Regions from separate parts of the Gasterosteus aculeatus genome. Here region 2 is linked to region 1. A link is a contact called in public Hi-C data. All regions are on one chromosome and are shown on one strand. Each heading gives the region's core, a stretch centred on a gene start, on an enhancer-like site or on the middle of the called end of the contact. The rest is flanking DNA. Distances are from core to core; before and after follow the strand shown. Region 1 overlaps ofcc1 (orofacial cleft 1 candidate 1). Region 2 holds the start of tfap2a (transcription factor AP-2 alpha).

Evidence for each region. Hi-C and Micro-C count contacts between places; a contact is called where the count stands out from the background.
Region 2: a contact with region 1 is called in a Hi-C map of whole body, with 4 times the contacts expected there. The contact joins the promoter of tfap2a here to the enhancer-like site in region 1. A contact is called at or near these places in 2 of 6 Hi-C or Micro-C datasets (skeletal muscle and whole body).

Annotation. Positions count from the first base shown.
Region 1 is chr21:11,547,598-11,554,810 of fGasAcu3.hap1.1, reverse strand. All of the region lies in intron 17 of ofcc1 (orofacial cleft 1 candidate 1), which reads left to right. Among protein-coding and RNA genes, the nearest start is that of ofcc1, 38 kb to the left of the region's middle. Within about 2 kb of position 2,705, at least 4 of the 9 cell types and tissues checked have open chromatin away from gene starts, as enhancers often do.
Region 2 is chr21:11,725,913-11,733,125 of fGasAcu3.hap1.1, reverse strand. tfap2a (transcription factor AP-2 alpha) reads left to right here and starts at 4,446. Exons shown (of 7, transcript XM_040167706.2): 1 at 4,446-4,626. The coding sequence starts at 4,594. It overlaps tmem14ca (transmembrane protein 14Ca), which reads right to left and starts at 1,375. Exons shown (of 5, transcript XM_040166807.2): 1 at 1,262-1,375; 2 at 817-893; 3 at 505-606; 4 at 312-399; 5 at 39-214. The coding sequence starts at 892. The coding sequence ends at 157. mak (male germ cell-associated kinase) reads left to right here. Exons shown (of 15, transcript XM_078095744.1): 15 at 1-19.

The DNA of each region.
Region 1 (7,213 bases), core at 1,456-3,955:
CTTGAGGGAGAGCGAATACAAAACGAACACAGAAAACCCAGGCAGGCTGCGCACAAAGGGACACAATTAAATGGTTTTCACGATTATTCATAGTGCCACTGTTTTTTTTTTTTTTACCTCTGAGCAGTCGCCGGGCTCGGCGAGATGAGACGTTTGCGTCAGTTATAGGTACGGATGGTATTGAGTCGGAGCCCCGGCGGTTCCCTGGTGCCCCGTGAAGGTGCAGCCTGCTATTGATTTTATCTTTACAAGCGCACACGTTACGGTATCTCTGAGCTGAGGGCTGCGGGTTTTTTTTTTTTTTTTTGCCCTCGCCTCGTCACAACAATAGAAAGATACGGTGCCAGTTTGGGCTTTCACAGGGAAGTTAAAGACACTGCAGTGTCAAAGTCACACCCTCACCCGGCTCTCCCACTGTGCTGTGTTTGACTTCTTCTGGGATTCTCCACATCACCTGAGGACTGACTGAGGCGCAGACCAAAGGAACGGTTCACTGTTTTTTTATTTTTTTATTTTATTTGCCGTAATGATGTCATCTGCATCTCCTCTGGCACTGCTACGTTTGTATCTGCGCGCGTGTGTGTGTGTTTTATATGCATCTGTGCACGTGGGTGCGCGTGTGTTTGTGTGCACGTCGTCTCTTGACTGTGTGCGTATGCAGCGTGTGAGCGCAGGAATGTCTGCGTGTGCATGTGTTTCATGTGGGATGGGGAAGATTGAGGGATATTACTGCCATCTATTGAGCCACCAGAGATTGAGCTCATCGACATGCTCACACGGCGTCACGGCACAAATGGGCAGATCGGATGCTCATGCAATATTAAGCAAGCGCTTTGTGACACTGAGTTTTTGGATAGTCTGAGAATCAGACAAAATATTTAACGCAACGCATCCAGAAGGTCACAGTCCGGATCACTTTGTTCACCAAGTGGAATACATGTTGTGCATCATGGCCTAACCCGCCCATAATCACTGCATGAACATTGAATTCATTAAAGTTCAAGAATGCAACTTAGCCGTCCGAAAAAGAAAAAATATATATATATTGTTTGGCAACTAACCGACTGATTATAAAGTCAGTCATGTTATATTAATGTTCATGTTTCATAGATGCCTTTTTTCCTGGTTCTAGATTACATTTTTTTATCCATAATTTATATTTTCAGCTAAATCTAATTGATAGTTTTGGTTTCGGTGGGGCACCTTCAGCTTCTCTTTGCATTTTTTTAAAATTAAAAATCCTGGTTGAAGCACATAAATACCCCCCACACCAAATAATAAGCGTGAACCATACATTACAATTTCAAAGACAAACCAACAGACCTTTCACTGCAGGTAAAGACAATGGAAGTCGATTGTGGGCAAATTAAAAACAGAAACTATGAAAAGAAGTCAGGAATGATTTGTCCTCTGCTGCTATCTGTTTGAACGTGCATTAAAGAATCCTGCCGCCCTTCCATCCTTTTTGATGTCAAACAAATGTAATCTTAACCACCTTTATTCTCACCGAATAGCACGGAGCAAAATCAAAGCACCTGATTCAATACAGCTGGTGTAATTCGATAGGGCCAATTTAATGCTCATGGACGGCGCGGCAACAACTTCTCAAAGAGGTAAACACACCATGACTAAATGAATTGCACACCTTGGGGTACTTTAGCAACATTTTTCATTCTTTGAACTAATTTTAACCGACCCAAACAATCCCTTATCACTTGTTGTTTTTAAGTAAAAGTATTGCTCCTATTAGTCAATACAAAGTTTGATATAGATTGCATCCCTGATTATTGCCAATTAGCTTTGTGTCTCAACAATGTCACCAACCTATTTTTTTTTCTTTCTCTGGTTTTGAGGAGAGAAACCTGTTTTAATCAAAGTCATTCTCGCACAGCAATTAGATCTAATTAGTCCAATTATCAAGGTTCTAATTACATTGAAATATACCCCCCAAATCTCATATCAATTATAGTATGTGTGACTTGTCCTGATCAGGAGACATGAAGAGAGAAAGTGTAGTAAAGAGTAAAGACAAGGCTGGATGCGACGTAGAATAAAAAAAAGAGCATCCACATCCTCCGGAGGCCAAATGACTGCAGAACTAGATCCATCTGTCCCAAAAGCTTTTATTCCAAAAGACTGCAGCCATTTGGGGATAAATGTCACTTAAACTTTATTCATTTGTTCCATTCATATTCTACCATTTTATTACAGTGATGTTATGATTAGTTACATCCCAATGAGGAGTCAAAATAAATACAGTTTTAGCATTTGGCTTGAGAGCACTCAAACACCATTGTTATATTAGGATTTAAAGCCGCAATGGGGATTAAGGCCGAAATAATTATCCCCTGCATTCAGAACCGGACATTTGGTAGCACAGTCAATCACAGGCCCACGTGTGGAAAGCGACAGCACACAATTAAAACACACACACACCCACACAGACCTGCACAGTATGTCACTATAGCGGTGCAGTACGGCGCTGTAGATGCACCGGCAAAACACGCACGCACTTGCACAGCCTGTTCTTGCTGTGTAGTCAGAGGGAACACACTGACCTAATTTCCCCCCAGTTAGCTCGCCTCGTTGGGGACCAACAATCCTCTCTCCGCCCGTTTCCCCCGACCGAGCCTATCGGAGCGCTCAGTCACCGAGTGTCTCTGTCGCTATCTTCCCGCGCCCTCCATCTGTTTGAGTCTGCACACCGTGCATGCTCCAGTGTAAGGTTCGCAGCGAGGTCTGCGGTTGTATTGTTCACGGCTGCTCAGCTCGGCGCTATCGTGCGCGGAGGACGTTGATAACGTGCGCCCTGCGGTGTCCCTTCTTTTTCTAACCGTTTTACCACGGTGGCGGGAGAGCGGCCTCCAGGAACAGACAGAGCAAGAGAGAAAAAAGAAAAAAAAACACCTGAAACAACAGCTAGTTCCAGGCTGTCAATCTGGCTGCATACTGCAGCTTCAAATCACAACTCAGTGCAAGGGTCAATCAATTCTGATGTAATGCTGGTAGGAGAGGTGGGTGGAGACGGCAGTGCGTTTCACCCCTGGCTCTCCGAGGCTTTCCTGTGCTGAAGGGGGCAGGAGTGTGTCTGTGCGTGCGCGCGTGCGTGCATGTGTGAAAGGAGAAGGCCCCTGGCTACCGCGGCCCGAGTGCACATGTTAGGGTTTTCTGCAGCCAGACGCGCCCTGGGTCACTCCGGATTTCACAGACACACACACACACACACACTTACACAACCTACGTGTTGCTTCCTTTATGGAAATCACAACTGTCAGCTCTACGACAGGCTGGTGTTGCGATACGATTGGATAATCTGCTGTGATGTGGCCGTCAGTCAGAGCGGACTCCAGTCCCATTGGTGGTCTGGGTCAAATGCATGCCTTTCCCACAGACATGTAGGAGAAAGTGTGTGTGTGTGTGTGTGTGTGTGGCGGGGGAAGACGGGAGGCGGGGGGGAGGATTTGAGTGATTACTTGCGATTTGTGCATGATTGTGTGTGAAAGAGAAAGAGTGGTAGACCAGAAGTGACACTTCCCTCACGCTCTTCTTTTTCATCTGTAATCACTGGTGCCCGAGTCTGACATGAGCATCTAAAAAAGGTTTCAAAAGTCAACAAACAACTCCCGAAGATCTTAAAAGTGGATTTGTGCACGCTAATCACATGTAAGCTAATGCACTGTAGCACAAACATGCGCCAGTGCACTCGGCCCTGTGCAAATAAATATGAACTTTTAGAAATACATCGCTGACTGGCAGCTCTAATAATAAAGCTGACAAGCCGTAGATGTCGATGTAATCGGAATTTGATTCCGATATTTGTGTGTATATGAGCTTGATATCATCAGCAACTACGTTAGCCGATGCCAGTTTAGAACCAGAGCACACTGAACTGAAATTTGTACTGACACCACATAGTTTTCACGTGTCACGCACTTTATTTGTTGTGGGGCACACATGTATGACATAAGAGTGAGTCTGTTAAAAGCACGCTGCCCGGCACAGACACGTGGCCCATTTATGGTGTTTTCCCAGCCATTAGGTTTAAGAGCCCATTTCATCCTGCATAGACATTCCTCTCTGATGATCGGTGGCATTTCATGCCTTTGCAAGGAAAAACTTTCTTTTTTGTCCATCAACCACTTAATTGCTCCGTCCATACACACATATGAACACATGGTTAGTTTCCCGCCTCTAATTTACGCCGTCTTTGCGTTGTCATCCTCTCCTCATTCTCTCTCCGGTGACAACGTCCTGCAGTCACGAGGCAAGGTCAGAGAGGTGAAAGCCGTTTAAATACCGATGCGACTCTCTGGAGGCCCGTACTCACTCTTCTGCGTATGTCTCACCCGTTGATGAATGAATGGATCACCTGAGGACATTATGTATTCGTCCATCTACTGACACCCTGATTTGGGCATTTGCTACAACGAAAAAGCTCATTGAGAGAAAACCAACCTGTCTGTCATTGTGGAGGACGGGGTGGTAGCTGGAGCAGCTGTGCGAGTAGCAGACGCGACTTCCTGTCGTATCTTTGCTTTGAGCTCGCCAAGCATCTAGACTCCAGCAAGTTACTTTTAACGGTTGAAACAATTGCATGCCAAACTATTGATCAAAAAGCAAATAGCAGCAATTAGTATTTTCCTGCAAGTCAATGAGATATAGATCAGTGGATCATTTTGATGGCAACTGCCCACATAAAATGCTCAATATTTTACCTTCAATTACCAGCAGGGCCGTGCGAAAGATTCTTTCCAGTCCACTTCGTTTCACATTACAAGGGAACTAATCATCAACGCAACACATTTACACGTTTAAGATTGCGTTCCAGCGTTGGATGTCATCCCCAGCCGGCAAAAACAACAGCACTTGTGGCCTTTTCCGTCGTTCTCGCATGCTTGCTTGCATGTCAGAACCTCCCTCGCATTGTAAAAATGAGCAGCCAACTTTTAGTCGAACATAAATTCCTAATTTGGTGGAACATTTCTTTTTTTCACTGCTTCTGAATATTCTCTTCCCCACTCCCTGTCAGCTGCAAATAATTCATGTAATTTGGTGGTGTGGTATTATACTGTTTTAATTACATAATGGCGGACTGCAGTTCTGCAGCTGAGTCACTATTCATTCATTCTCCTTTGATTACACAAAAATACTTGCCACTGCGGTCCCATTTTGTCAATGAAACTGATTTATATGTATTATTGCTTTGCTAGGGTCTCTGGTAAAAGCTGTGCTCATAAAGCTAACCCCTAATGGTAAGATAATAGTCCTTGGAACAATTCAAAATAACAGAGAGGGACGGAATGCAAAATGTTACATCTGGCATCTTTCGGCCTTTTTTTTGTTGCCTTTTTGTGATTTTGTTTTCTTCATTATAAATTAAACTTCTGAGAAAAATAACTCAATTATCTAAAAGCCTTGTAGGCATATATTTATTTTTTGTGCAATTCCTTTTTAATGCGCACACATTCAAGGTTCTTTGGAAAACAACACCAGCTTTGCAACCAATGATTATCATTTAATAAATCTTGTGGGAACGGTTTCCCTGTGATTTCCACTTTACGAAGTTATATGGCTTCCTGCATTATATTTGCCCCACCTGTGCACAGCCCTGCCAACATGCCAATCATTACGTAAGATTATGTGCTTCTGCGTAGATGCAATAAATAGGTAGTTAAAGTTTCTACTGTGGGATTTACTGTACCATCTGTACATGATTTATAAACTTAAAAGCAATAGTGTGCATTTGTTCATGTATATGCAACACAAAGGTAACTGCAGGGGTGCAATAAGTACAATGCAGATTGCCGCCGGATGTGTCGTCACTGACCACAGATGTAATGTTTGATTTGGGGCTGTTGGAAAAGCCAATTTTCAATATATTGATCTATTGACTATTTACATTTCACAGTTTTAAAATACCCTTTATGTTCTGTTAGTCTGTTGTTTTGTTTGCAGGTTGCATATTAAGTTTCTCTTGATTTATATTCTTTTTCGAGGACGCCTCAGAAATGAGAGAGGAGGATTGATAGTGTCACAATCTGAAATAAAAAAAGCTATTATTAGTATCCTTCAAAAGTGAAACCTGAACAAAGATGCGGTATCTTCAGTTCTATCTCTTGTCACCTACGATAATCACACTTCCTTAATCACCAAAACACTCGTGCATCTGGGCCACTGAGGAAACAATCCCATTATCCGTCAATCTTTTAAGTCTATTTTCACACTATTTTTTTTTTTTTCTGTTTCCCCCGAAAGCAAATAATTCTTGGACTACGTGGGGAAAGATTTGTGGTTTTAGTGTATTTATAAACAATGCCGGTGGCCCCAAAAAATAAAGTGACAGAAAATAGCTTAATCCTCAAAATAAAGTGATAAGTCCAATACTTTAAGTGGCCTTAGACTGGAGGGTTTAAGCCTTCAGTGCGATGCAAAAGGTTTCTGAGGGTTACCTTCGTTCTCCTCGGCCCTCAAGCCTCTTCAGCATAGATCTGCTATTTAAAGTGTAATAACCCACTGTACCCCCCCCACCCCCCCTCCCATCTCTCATTACCCCATGTCTGTGTTTGCCACTCACTTTGTGCTATTTTTAAAGCCACATCTCCCATTTGTGCCCCGATGGTTGACAGATATTCGCCAGTTAAATGTGATTTACAGGCTTTGGCAACGTTTTAGGAGAACGATGAGTCCTTTTTTGCGGCGTCCTCCGACGGCGTTGGAATGAACAACAAACATATCGAGGCCAAGATAATGAGGGAACATCCTCTGGCCCACATATCCACGTATCGTATACTACAATTGAAATAGCGCATTATGTGCCAACGCACGCCTGTTGAAATGGTTCGTCTCATCTCCGGGCCGCTACGCCACTCGCTATCAGTCGTTTAGGGACAAGCTGTGAAACATCCTTCGTTCCTGCAAGATAAAAAAAAAAAAAAGCCCACAACCCCCCCTCCTTCTTGACGGGTCCCTCTTTTTTCTGTATTGTACTTTTGTAATTGGAGGTGCCGTCGTGAAATCCATTCAGGGGTGATAACAGATTTCACATCATGTTACTGGTTTGTTGTGGAAGAGGCCCGCTACATGAAGACGGCTAAAAATATTCCTCTTTCATGCGTCATCAATATCTTCATCACATGAAAGATGGGCGTCAGGTTGCATTTGCTGTGTTCCTTTAATGTCACTCGACAGGGAAGCATCTTGTCTGTGTCTGTGA
Region 2 (7,213 bases), core at 3,197-5,696, 180 kb before region 1:
TACTTGTAAAAGCCAAAAAGGACAAGACACGATTCCTATTATATAGACAAGGTACTATATTTGATCCTTTACAAAATGACATTGGTAGTAAATGACAAATGCTGACAGGAACCTCCCGAATCAGAAGACGGGGTACACATCGGAATCTCGACTCCATCAGGACTCCTGCGGTTTCTGGAGCAATGTCAAAGCGAGCTTTCCCACCATCAGAAGACTGCAACCAGAAAGGAAAAGTTTTAATGTTTGTTTGTTTTAAGCTCAGCGACTTCAATTGAATATGTTTTAGTCAGTAGTGGCACAAAAATGGATACCTTGCCCCCGCCATCAGGCCGGCTGGCATGAGCTTCCTGGATCCATAGAACCTCTTTCCCATGACGGCGGTCAGAGCTCCCGATGTGGCTGGAAGAACAGAATGCATCACGACCACAGAGACACATCATTTTTAATGTATACACTCATCACACAGTTAATCTGCACGCCGTGCAGTACAATCTGCATACCAACCGAGGGACACCCAAATGTTTTTGGGGTCATTGGAGATCTGGTAGGCGCCAAAACCTGCGAGGCCCCCGAAGAGAAGGCCCGCAGCCAGGGAGGGGGTACTGCCTTAAAAAAGCAACACACCGGTGTGTTATGAGAGTCATCGATTCTGGTTTTACGATGCAGAATTTGAACAACAGAGCTACTTGTGGAATGTGGTAATCCCAATTCTACTTACTAGAAATTGAGCGTCAGTTTGATTGTGAACTTGAGGGATGCGACGATGCGTCAAAGAAAGTCATAGAATAGAAGAACATTAAAAAGTGCTCTACTTACCTGCTTTAAAATAACCGATGGCTCCTCCGGATGCGATGAGGGCTGCATAACCATATCCTACGTAATCTGTAGACATGCTGGACACCGGCGAGGGAGAGAACACACGTGACGTTAGCGTTGCGTTCACGGTCACTATCGAATTCAGACGATTTCCTGCTACGCGCCGAAGTTATCCACTAAAGCGAAAAGGCTTTCCTCAGAGAAAACTAAGCCGAGTCCAGAGGACACATAACACCGGAAACATGGATAAACTCGAGGTGTCCCCCGCTGTTACACTGCTACGTTAGCTGCTGAACAGTTGTATCAACCGCGCGTGTATCGATCTCGTGCAAGCTCACACAATATATTACCCGCGCCATTTATTTTAATGTGGAGCAACTCGAGCTTAAAGCGTCGGATACGGTCAAAAAAGAAAACGTGAAACGCAAATTAAGCCGCACACAACCTTGCTCTTCCAGTTCGTCCTCTGTCACAACCGACGGCAGCCTGTTCTTTGCCGAGCACGAATGATTGGTGCACACAACACGCGCCGCGGTGCCTGACGGGACATGTAGGCGTCAGTGGCCATTTATGCTTATCAAACATGGAACTTGACGCCGGTTTTCACAACAACCATTGAAGTGCAATTGGAGAGGTAGTACACTAAATGCTGAGTTCAGAAACGGCGGATTTTACTAAAGCAATGCAAATAAATGACCAATACATCTATTGATTTTTTTTCCAAAGTTATATTATGGGTTTGTTATTTTGTGTATGCCTAGGCCCTCTCATGTTTGTCTCTCTTCCTTTGTGTGTACAATGAACATGTTTGACATTACCATCTGGTTTATTTGTAACATATAATTTGATCTGCTGAGACGGATTTGCGTCCCCCCGATTAAAGTCTGTTTCCACATCGATGTGCGTGGTTCAACAGACTATTGTTTCCAAGTCATTTGCTGTCAGGAATCTCATAACCACCTCTGTTGTTTGATATGCCAGAATGTTTGTTGATGTCTTTACTACTGTAAAAAAAAAACAGGTAGCTATCTTATGACATTGCAGTGAAAATAAACTACAGACCTCAGGATGCTCAAGGATAGTGGGAGGGACCTGGTTTTATTATTTCCGCCACAAGGTGGCACTACAGGATTAGATTAAGTTTTATTTAAGAGGTATCGCACATCGCCGAGCTTTGACAAGACTTGAGTTGCCGCGCGCCCCACATTCCAATGTTGCTTTACATGTAGAGCAAAATGTCTGGAAAGGATCAAACACACATCATAGCACCAGAATATGTATTTTCAGTATTTGAGCCTTAATGGGTGATTACTGCGAAAACATACCGCTGTTAGAGCTGAAATCTTTAGTAAAGAAAGGTGCTTTAAGGTGAACGGAAGCTGGTTTAACCAAACCCAATGAATGTCATCTGTTTCATTTCAAACGTGACTGATGAACCGGACATTTGGTCAAACCCGTATATTTCACTGATTTGAACATGTTTCTTTTGACCAGCTGCTTTTTTGTTTAATTTACCGATGGGAAGGCTCACCACGAGCACATTCTCATTTGGTTTCAATTACAACGCAATATGGTTTTAAATCCATCTCCGGAAGCTAGATGGCGCTATAACACAATTTATCACAGTTGGGAAGCAGCGTTTCCATACGATGGGCCCCAAAACCTTCTCACTCAACCGACACTGTGATGCGGTGATCTTTGAGAGCTACACGGGGGGTCCTGTACCGGGACCGCCAGGTCCTCAGCAGGCTGACACGTGCAGCTGCCACAACAACAACAACAACAACAACAACAACAACATACCCGCTTTGTTAGAACATTTTCCAGCTTCTCCATCACAGGTCTGTGTACTTTAATGAAACGAGGGAAAGAGGAGACAACATGAAGTAAGAAAAGTTACTTCTTTTTTTTTCTCAATGAGATTGAATTCGTAATTCATCCAGTTTATTAACAGGATTCTTTTTTTTCCCAACGAGACACGATCCCCCTCATACACACACACACACACACAACGGATACCAAATCAATATAGAAAATGTTATATGTAATAATAACAATTACAACAATGCTTACATCAATAATCATTTTATTGTAATTTGTCTGAATCGGAATGGCTGTACAAATTGCCTGCGGTGCCGCCGTTGCCGACGCCTATTAAACACAGCTTGCAATGTTAGGAAGCCGAGCGTCGCCCGGAGGCCCAGTGCGATGCTGGAAGTGGTTGGAAACCGAGCCTTAGACAAACAGGCTGGATATCCAACGGGGACCCCCGCTCCTGTCTGAGAGTAGCTCACTGTCAGACAGCTCTGCTTTAAAACTTACTCCTCCCTTTAGTGCGCAGAGCCCCAAACTATATTTCTGATTCCCCCCCCCCCCCCCCCCCCCCCTCTTTACCCAGCCCTCCTTTGTACAGTCCTGGAGAGGTCTTTATAGCTGCAGGTATTGTGTGTGTAGTTAAAATGTCTTCGCCTTTGAAGTCAAACATGAAGGCTTGTTTTAAATATTAACACTGCAACAAAAAAAAAAAAAAGAAGAAACAAAAATCTTTACATTCGATACGGAATTATGCAACCCCCCTCAAAAAAACAGGATTTATAGGGCTAAATGCAAAATCTCAACAAAAAGTTGGTCCAATAATCTCAGTGTATGAATTAAATATGTCTAATATAAAGTGTTAGATGTGGTGAGAGAACCGACGCAGCTGCAGCGACGTGTGTGTGTGTGTGTGTGTGTGTGTGTGTGTGTGTGTGTGTGTGTGTGTGTGTGCTCCGTAAAGGACTTGAAAGAGGACAAAAAACGGGTTTTGGACTAAAGCCTCGACCATTATCACCTCTGTCATTGCACGTGTTGCTCTCCTCTCTGTATGCGTGAGTGTGTGAGTTGTAGCGCGTGTGCGCGTGCGAGACACAGAGAGAGGGAGACCTCATTCGCTCTTGGCCTGGGGGGTCTACATAAGTATTAGAAATAAACAGTGGATGAATAAATAATGACCCTCACAATAGCAGGGCTCTCTGCGCAGAAGTAATGATGTTGGCAGTTAACCTTCAAGTTTTCTAACTTGACACAGTTTCATTTGCAATGAGGATTCATATACAATTAACAGGAGGAAAGTATAAGATAAATACACGTCTTTTTCGGTTCTTATAACATACTACCGATTTGATTTAAATTTTCTTTCGCCCATATTTACCTATCTTGTTTAATATCATGTTTATTAATTTAGTTGTGAGATAAATTAAGGGGAAAGGTAAACGGCATCGCTTTTCACTCCTTTTCATTTTTTAATGCAAATTTACATGAAGCAAAGAATTTGTTACTCAACGAAAAATTAACTGGATGTGTTAACAGCTTCGATTTACACTCTCTGCAAATATATCTATATTTCGTAGTCACAGCAGGGACTATGATTAAGCTATAGTGCATTCCGGTATCTCTTGAGTTTCCTCAACAATAACTAATATTTAAAAACATGTTCGTTCGATCATTTATTGTTTCATAAAAACCCAATCCGTAGTCTTTGAAGACAAAACAGGCAAATGCAGAAACCAGACACAACGTAGGTGATTCCACTTTCCCCAGGTAGTTTCTCCTTACGCGTCCACACCCGGAGCACTGCGCATGCGCCAACACTCCGCAACACTTTTTATGGCCAGGTGAGACGATCCGGTCAGGCGAAAAAAAAACAACGTAAAAGGTTCAGTTCGGCACCGGAGGCTCAATGAGATAGACACGGAACCGGATCTACCGACAACGACCAAAGGCAGCAGAAGACACAGAATGTCAATTATGGGCAGAATGGGAGAATGGCAGGTATGTGCTGCTTACTTTTAAGACAAAGACGCGGCGGGTGAACCGTGGAAACTGTCAAAATGTCCACTTTTGTTGTGCAGCAAGAGGCCGCTTTCGTGAACACGTTCCATGAAAAGAGTCGGTGTATAGTTCACAGGCACACGCTAACACGAAGAACTTATTTCATAAGGAACGCTTCTTCTTTTGGGGGGCCGTGAAAGAGTGAGGATGTTGATCGCGTGGGGTTGTAGGTTGTAATTCAGGCGGACGGTCATGTGTTTGAATCAGAAATGTGTGGAAAGCATGAGACGTGGGTTTTGGTCGTGGAGTATTTCATATGAAACGCAGCCCTTAATATGCGGTTGCGTGTCTGAGGTGAGATGTGATTCGTCTAGCCTTTCGCGTGTATATTCACACAGGATCCATATTTGGATTGCGTGTTTCCCACTCGCAAGTTTCCAAAGCATCCCTGGTCTCGTCACTGGAATACGGGGCCTTGTTTTGTGAGGTGTGTGGGGGGTTAAAGAGACGCTAAACTTTAGTATCACTGCTTTAAAACGGAGGAAAAATCATCCCCACAGACAGCCAGGCTGGATCAACAGAAACGCACATGCACATAGCTGTCATTGTCAGCCAGTTTCATCGCTCCATTCTCATTAATAGCCCAACTGCTGCTGCTGCTGCAAAAAAAAAAGACAAGCCCTCCACCAAAAATGGTAATCTGGGTTTTTAAAACGAGAGCAGCCAACGCCTTGAAAGAGCCGGCGACCTGTCTGCCGACCCACGACCTGCTGAGGTGAAGGCTCGGCCGGCGACAGGGAAGAGCCGGGCTCCCCTGGCCGTTCATTCAAATGAAACAAGGCCATGTTGTTGTGTTAATTATTTACATCCCCCCCCCCCCCCCTAACCCCCACACACCGGCAAGCCCTCCCCTTACAGGTAGTCAATGGACCTGTAGAGCCGCTCCGAATGGCTCACCTGTTTACCATAACACAGGAAGAATGGCCTCTCAAGGCTCCGCGCTCTCAATGGGATTAAAATAACAGTTTGGGAGTTTTTTTTTTTTAAAAAGCCCAAAAGTGTGTGTCAGGGTTGTATTTGCATAGGCCTGCCGTCCTAGAGAAGTAATGGAGACACGAGGATGAGCGGATTTGTTTTCAGTCAATGTAGACTCTTTCTTACAGCAGCATGATATTTGAATATTATTTCGTTCTTCGTTATGAAAATTGAACGTGAACGTGTAATTTGTGCAGCCCGACGCGCTTTGCTCGAGCCTCGACTTGTAGAAAACCGTCCCAGGTGCATGCAGATCCACATGCATGGCTCTGCCCTCTTCCCCCCTCAATACACGCACACACACACAGCTCGCAGAACAGTCGGAATAATAAGCGTGTATAGCGTCCTATCGTTTTAGTTTTTACCTGTGCGCTGTCCATTGGTGTTGGTGTGAGCAGATGAGGGGAGGGGGGTGGGGGGGGGGGGGGGGGGGGGGGGGGGGGAGAGGGGGGGGGGGAATCAAACGACTGTTGATATGCTAATGAGGCCCTGTGCCAGTGTTATTACAGAGCTGCTCCAGCCCTTCACTTCTACCATTAGAGGGAGACCTCAGAGCGCAAGACAGACAGAAGCCCACAGCTTCAATAAAAGTAGTTTTTCTGAGCGGGGAGCACAATTCACTGAGTGAAAACAAGACTAAGGCGATACCACTCAATATCCACCTCAACAATCCATGAAAATGCTTTGGAAATTAACTGATAACATTAAATATGAAGATTGCGAGGTAAGGGACTCCTCTTTGATTTGTTTAATTTAATTTAAGTTTGATATTTTTGTTTAAGATGATCACTTTAGGGGTACGTTTCATTGTTTTGATCCAAATATGTCAGTCTTTTGACAGGTGTTAGTGAACACATTTAATTTAAGTGCAGAAAGTAATAGATACATGTTTTTTATATATATTTTACTAGGATCTTCTGTTTGGGTATTTGTGCGTATCAAAATTAGAAGATAAGCAGATAGTGGTAAAATCGATGATAAGAAATAAATAAACAAAAATAATAACGATGGTTTTGTATTATGCTAATAACAGAAATATTTTAAATGCAATTCACACCAGTTACATCTTTATTTTCATTTTTTAAATATCACATAAAATATTTTATCCATATATAAAATAACAAGCGGATACTTAAAAAATGTATACACCATTAATTTCATTAAAATAAATATATCTTGACTAAATGGCAAATGCCGCCACACTTCGCTGCTTAACCAACATGGACATTTACTCCTTAGTTTTCATTTATTTGAAACATGAGGCATTAGAATATGCGTGTGTGCGTGTCCGTATGAGGTGCATGCGCTGACTGATTGTTGTTGGTGCCATAAACAAAGTTTGGCACGAACATCAGGGACTTCTTTTTAGCAGTGGAGAAGCCGGTTGAACGTGTTTTCACTCGCGTCCTCAGAGGATATTCTTATACAAAAATATAAGCAAAGCTCGGCGTTCAGATTGTGGAGATTATTATTTTTATTATTATTATTTGTTATTTACAGGCAATGTTTCCCCTCTGGTGGATGCAAATACGTATAAAAACGCGCAAATGAA